2 separate regions of the Macaca mulatta genome follow, and region 1 is linked to region 2. A link is a contact called in public Hi-C data. All regions are on one chromosome and are shown on one strand. Each heading gives the region's core, a stretch centred on a gene start, on an enhancer-like site or on the middle of the called end of the contact. The rest is flanking DNA. Distances are from core to core; before and after follow the strand shown.

What was found. A called contact is a pair of places that touch in the nucleus more often than the background predicts.
Region 1: a contact with region 2 is called in a Hi-C map of fibroblasts, with 3 times the contacts expected there. The contact joins the promoter of FGF7 here to the enhancer-like site in region 2. A contact is called at or near these places in 6 of 14 Hi-C or Micro-C datasets (blood, cortical neurons, fetal cortex germinal zone and 3 more).

What each region holds. Positions count from the first base shown.
Region 1 is chr7:26,764,578-26,768,074 of T2T-MMU8v2.0, reverse strand. It overlaps FGF7 (fibroblast growth factor 7), which reads right to left and starts at 1,746. Exons shown (of 4, transcript NM_001194613.2): 1 at 1,400-1,746; 2 at 255-807. The coding sequence starts at 540. All of the region lies in intron 11 of FAM227B (family with sequence similarity 227 member B), which reads left to right.
Region 2 is chr7:26,580,817-26,584,353 of T2T-MMU8v2.0, reverse strand. The region is part of intron 5 of GALK2 (galactokinase 2); the gene reads right to left. Among named protein-coding and RNA genes, the nearest start is that of MIR4716, 86 kb to the right of the region's middle. Within about 2 kb of position 2,168, at least 2 of the 40 cell types and tissues checked have an H3K27ac peak or open chromatin away from gene starts, as enhancers often do.

The DNA of each region.
Region 1 (3,497 bases), core at 497-2,996, 180 kb before region 2:
CAGGACAAGGAGTATGTATTTTCAAATGGGCTTGGATTATCAGGTCCAACTATAATATAAGTAGATTTGTCCTGTTCCAAGAGATATTTTTAGGGGCATAGTTCAACATAGTTCAATTTAGAGAAATTAGGTGACATTTTATTTAATTTTTTTCCCAAGAAGCAAAAGGAAGCTGAGAAAACCCATCACCTGAAAATTGATCCATTAACAGATTGCTAAGGTTCATAAGCAGTACTTAAAATAAAATTACTTACTGTAATTATTCTTCATCTCTTGGGTCCCTTTTACTTTGCCTCTTTTATCAATCCTCAGATACCACTGTGTTCGACAGAAGAGTCTTCTCACTCTTATATCCCCTCCTTCCATGTAATCATAACTTCTTGTGTGTCGCTCAGGGCTGGAACAGTTCACATTTGTAGCCATTTGCTCTGGAGTCATGTCATTGCAAGCTAAAGATATAGTACCCACTAGACAGATAATGTGAAAGCATGATCTGTAGAGCAAAGTTGGCAGGATCCATGTCAGTATCCATTTGTGCATTATAGTGTAGTGCTCCGGGTGTTCATGAATAACATAATGAAAATTGAATCTTGAGTTGATTGTTACTCCTAGGTCATTGACCTCTTCCTATCTGTGAAGTGTAGATTGATTTAAGAAAGAGTAGTTGCTCTTTCCAAATTGTTAGCCTAATCCTTTTAGTTCCTGATAACAACACAGGATTCCTCTTTAAATAACTCTGTTGATAAATCCTCATAAAAACAGTTCGTAGTAAGTTCAGTTGCTGTGACGCTGTTTGCTATTTGACTTCTGTTTGCAATGAGAGATTAAGAATAGGGAGGGGAAGAGAGAGGAAGATAAAAATTGTATGTATAAATTTTGGTGGGTAAGTAGTAGTATAATATACAGTATAGGTTATTCTCTGAAGATACATTTAAAATAGCCTTCATAGAGGATGTCAAAATCTTTACCACTTTATGTGTAGATTTATAGAATTTATGCCTGAGTAGAGACAAAACAGAATATGACTGTACCATTCATTCCAATTGCTGTTTTGTGAGAACCATACTGCACTCAGAACTATTGATTTAAATTAAGTTTTTACAATTGCCACTAACAAAGTATGAGTGCTTTCTCCCTAGGCTTCTTTATTATATGCTTTTACATTTGTGGTTAATCAATTATTTTCTCCTGAACTGCCCAGGTTTTTTAAGTTAAATGTCAGGATTGCTCTGGAGAACTTCAACCTTATCTTTATGTTCTACAGCATAATTACTATAGATAGTTACATGACTCAAAAATCTTGTAACTTTACTTTCCTGCTCAGTACTAAAATCAGAGAAAGATAAACTTTTAGAAAACATTCAGCATTGTTTTTAAAGACAAAATAACAGTCACTTACTTGTTTTGTTGATAACAGCTGGATGTATAAGAATTCCATGTCTGTTGTCTGCCTTGTGCAACTTGAGCCTTTCTACTGTAGCTACAAACTATTTCTCAGCTGAAAAATTCTCCAGCAGAATCATAATTGTTTCCATAAATCAACGGGCAGGAGGATTTTCTCTCTGTGTGTGAGCGCGTGTGTGCTTGTGTGTGTGTGTGTGAGCCTTTTATTCAGGGCTTTTCGATAAATACCTTTGCTGACCTCATTGGAAGCAATTAAAACTTAGCCAGTGAGCTGTTAGTTGAATACAACAGCGAGAATAAAAGGAGGCTTGTATAGTATTCAATGGTCATGAGAGGGAGCTATGAACATGTTTTATGCTTAAATCTACAAGTGGGTACCTACGTTGTAGAAACAGATCTCTGGTTCTGAAGCAGTTAGAAGGGGAAAGGGAATTTTTTAAATCTTCTTTGCAATATAGAAGTTGTATTATACTTGGAAAATTATTCATTTGAATATATATATAGGGTTTTTTAATACTTAGAAAATCTTTTCCATAGCTTTATGATACATGCATTTCTTCAATTACTTCTTTGTGCTCAGAATGTTAGAACAATGTATTAACTAACATATGAGTGCCTTAAAGCACTGTGTAGATAAGTTGAGTATTATCACATCATACAGAGACAATTAATTGAATATGAATATAAGTACAATTTTTATGTATTGTATTCCTAGGCTGAAAGTGAGAAGATCTAGATTCTTATTTGAGTTGGACCACTAATAACCGATATGACTTTGGGCAAGTTACCTGCTGTTCCAGAGTCTCAGCTGCTACATTTGTAAAATTGGTATATTGGTCTAATGACTCTCTGGTGCTTTACAATTCCATGATCTATGACTTATCTTCACTATTAATATAAGGAACAGGGCACCTACTTTTAAAAGCTGTTATTCTTAAAAATTAAAAAGGAGGAAATTGTTTCGCATTGATTATCAGTGTTTGAATTTTGCCTCAGTAAGAATATTGTAATAATAAATGTTAATTTAGAGATGGAATTATAAGATGTATTGCTAAGGTAAATAAGAGTAAGCTATTTTCCTTTCCAGCATGAGTTCTCTCCTTTACTTCCTGTTCTGGTATACATGAAGTAGTGCTCAAGTGTTGTATTAGATTCTTGGTGTAGAATAATTATGTTGTCTATCTAAATCAGTGTTAAGAAATATATTAAAATTATCTTTTTCATGTTATATACACCTCAAAACACACACACACACACATTCTTCTCTACTTGAAATGCACTACTTTACCACCAGGTGGTGCATGTAGACCAAATAGGAAAAGGAAATTAAATCTACTCAACTGGATTATAGTTTATGTGATTTCTCTTTGTATCTCTCCCTTTAGGGAACAGAATCAAAAGCACAGAATAGTTCAGATGTACCCAGTTACTCTTTATATGCCAAATGTCGAATGTTCCACATTTATTAAAGCAGAGGAGGACAGACTCTTTAATAATTGCATCTGTTGAAAGCTAGAAAGCTGAAAACATCCCATCATGTATTCTCTAAAAGGAGGAAGAGAAGGAGGAAAGAAAATATAATGTTACTGTGTTCTGAATCACACTCCACTAGTTTCGGAGGTAGCAATAATGAGCAGGCTCAGAATTCCTGGGACTTAGATATTGCTTCTAAAGAAATAAAAGTCATCATTAGTAAGTTTACAGTGTAAAGATACTCAAGAGCTACTAAATCCATTTGTTCCATACTGATCCCATGGATTTTAAACCAAGAAATCAGTAAGTTAGAAGTCAACATTTGCTAACTAAATGCTAAATACTTAAAAGAAATGGATAGTTTGTTAGCAAAGAGTGCTTAGTTCCTCCTAAATATCTGCTATATAGGATTGACTGTAAAATGGGAAACAAAAGGATAAAATTGTGATCTATGCACTTAAAGTGCATTAGATGCTGTTACACTCTGTAATTTGGAAATATGATCCCAGTAATATTAATGAACAGATTAATCTCAACAAGGGAACTATATCAGTGGTTTAAATTCTTTGATTATCATTTTTCTTATTGGAGAATTATTAATTCAGGATGGGCCCACAATT
Region 2 (3,537 bases), core at 919-3,418:
TTCAATTCCAAATAACAATGGTAAATGTTATTGCCTGTTGTTTCATTTTAAACATTATTTATTGCTTTCCTATTATGGTAAGTGAGGATTTTAGCTCTCTTATGTCCACCTTTCCTTTACCCTCCTCCACTTTTCTCAATAAAGTTATGCCCAAAATTTTGTTTAAATTCATATTTGGTGGGTTAATTACTGAGATTATTGTTCACTTATGAGCCAAATACTGAAAAATGATTGATTTCATTTCTGTTACAAACTTTTTGTTTTTCCTATATTTAATAATTGCCCCATTTCCTCATTTGCTTAGATTTGTTTATCTAGCTGAGCTTTGTTGTATCCTACAACAGCTCTGTGAAATTCTGAATCTGTTTTCCACATGATTGAACATATCAGATTTATCAGCTTTTTTGGCTTTTTTTTTTTTTACTGATAAGATTTATAAGTTCCATTTTTCTCTCTCCTCATTTTAATCTGCACTGCTTTCTAAGCTGCTGGATATTATGGGTGTTATGTTGGAATTTCCCTTATGTTCTATAAATACCCAACTCCTCTCTCCTGTATTGGATTTCTCATTTCCTAGTTCCCATGCGATCTTCTTTCTTGGTTTACTCCCTAGTTTTAGTGGATTACATCCTCTAGACTTTTACACTTTACATGTTGAAAATGTTTTACTATATCCTCACATTTGATTAATTCATTTAAACAGATATCCTAAACTAAAATGTATTAATATTTTAGAGATACTTATCAACTGCCTTTATCTTCCAATACTGTTTTTGAGAAATTCATTTACATTCCTGATCCTTTGATTATGATCTCTTTCCCTTCTTTTCTCTTGCTCTGTCAACTAGCTTTTAGTGTCTTTTCTATAAACACTCAAGTTTCAGAATTTCCAGATGATATTCTTTGGTTTGGCCTTTTACATTTATTACACCAAACACCCAGTGAGCCCTTCCAATCAGAATTCACATTTTCACTTTGGAAAAAATAATCTTCTGGACAGACACAGTGGCTCACATCTATAATCCCAGAGCTTTGAGAGGCCAATGAGGGAGGATCACTGGAGGTCAGGAGTTTGAGACCAGCTTGGGCAACACAGGCCCCATATCTATTTTTTATAATAATAATAATTTTCTAATAACTGCTTTTTCTGTTTTTCCTTGCTAGTTGGATATGGATTTCTGGAATTGATCCATAAATTTTCCTGCTTTTCTCTCTTATTGTCCAGCTCTTTTATTCCCTACTATATCAGAGAGTTCTTCCAGTCTGTTCTCTTTTTTTGAGAAAAGGTCTCACTGTGTTGCCCAGGCTGGTCTTGAACTCCTGGGCTCAAGTAATCCTCCTGCTTCAGCCTCCCAAAGTGCTAAGATTGCAGGCACGAGCCACCATGCCCAGCAATTGCAATCTTTTTGCTAAATTTTGTCTTGCTGTCACATTTTTAATATGCAAAAACTCTATCTTATTGTTTGCTCCTTTTTAAAAAAAGTAACACTCTTACTTTTTAAGGACTTAACATTTTCTTTTATCTCTCTGAGGACATCATGTCTTTGAAGCATTCTTCTGCTCTCAGCATTGTCTCTGTTTCCTCTGGGTTCCTGTTTTCTGTTTTTTTGTTTGTTTGGTTCATTTTGGAGGTTTTCTTCCAAAATCTTACTATCCGTTGATGCCCTATCATATTTAAGAGTGAGTCACTAAAAAGCTTATTAGAAGCTTTATAAATGGGCTTCTAACAGGGTCATAGAGGAGCTGGAGAAGGGGGTCACCAAATGTCCGTATCTGTATGAACCATCTCTGGGATGGTTCAATTTCCTTTGAGAAGGATCCTCCAACATTCCTGCTGGAGTGCAGGGTGGTGAGGTTGCCAGTGTGCCAGTAATGACCAGAAGAATGAAGCTAAGGATTTCACTGTTCAGATGCAGAAGTCCTCTAATCTCCCGGTTTTCAAGTCTTTCTCATCCTGCCTTTCTCAGTGCTCAGTGCCCCCAAGTACAAATGATCTCTGGTGGTTTCTCTAGAGACTCCTGCAACAGTAGGGGGAAATGGTCCCAAGTGAAGAGAGGCCTTTTAGGGTCTAAATAGTCCTCATAAAGGCTTTCAGATAAATCCTCACCCATCATATTACCCTGCTTTCTTCCTAAGGCTTGCCAGAGAGCTGTGGGATGAGTCAGCTGCCTTTCCATCTACAACTCCCTCCACAGGCACTTGGCTCTGACCTTTCTCCATTCTGCTAAGTCATGTACCATTCCTCTATCCACTTTCCATCTCTGTATTTTGTGGTTTATGGTTATTTATGTCTCCTTGGTTTACCGAAGATAAAGCTTGTGCTTCCTTTTCTTATTTTCCCTGTTGTTTGGAAATTATTTTTGAGAAAAGAAGATTAATAAGATTAATTTAGGGATACAGAAAAAGACTAGATAAGTCTTATCCTGACATCTTGAAATCAGAAGTCTCTGGATTTTCTTTTTTCATAGATCTTTTACCACATCATACTCTCTTGTACTAGCAACATTCTGATTCATAATTTCTGGCTTCCAGATTCTCTGGGTGATTAGTCATACTGTTCTCTGGTTTCAGATATGCAACATTTAGTGTATTAATGAATTAACAAGTTCTACATCTACTTATCATATCCCATCTGCAGTAATTGTTGTCTGCAACTGAATGGGGTTTACTGAGTATAAAATAATAGGAAAGGCTTTAGTCACCAATCTGTTGTGGGACTTAGTGTCCTTGTCAAATAGGCTGGTTATTTTCGGTTGTCCCTCTGTCCCTCTATTCTCACACTTCCCCTACCCCAAGAGGCTGACCTCTATAGAGAATTCCCCTCAACTATTCCCACTCATTGCCATTTTCATCTGTGTCATTCTTTCTCTGTCTTGCTGCATTTCTGGCAACATTACTCTATATCCGCAGCTCCTAAAATATAACGGCTTCCAGCTTCACAAGAGAACCCTTCCTAATTAGTTCCCTTGACCTTACCCACACCTCTGTAAAAGTCTCTTTATTAAACTCTCTTCAGTTATACCTAACATGTCATTTGTTTCCTATGGTAACACTAATACATCAGTAAAAGGAGCATTTTGAACTAGCTCATCTCTAAGGTCCCTTGAGTTCTTAGATTCTATGATTTTTACAAGAGTAAAATCACATGGCATTTAAATTAAAGACTCTGAACAAATTACAGACTTCCTTTCATTCAAGATTCTGTCTCACTCCAGAAAAAAATAATTCTCCAAATAATTATGCTCAGTCCTTAGAAAATATAAATATTGTTAGTATAACTTAGACTAGCTGAGAAAGCCAGAATATACATATTGTTCCCTTTTTGCTTAGGCACTGCAGTAAGATAGCTCTGATAAAAAATGTATTTGCTATTTCTGACTTTGAAAACAGACAATCAGAATTAATTCCAAGGGTTCAAGTGTTTCTCTTTATCTTCTTTCCTTCCTGTTTCTTAGATATGTATATTATCAAAACACCAGAAAAATAGAAAAACTAAGTTTCACCAATCCTCCCATTAAAAGTGAAATGAATTCCTTG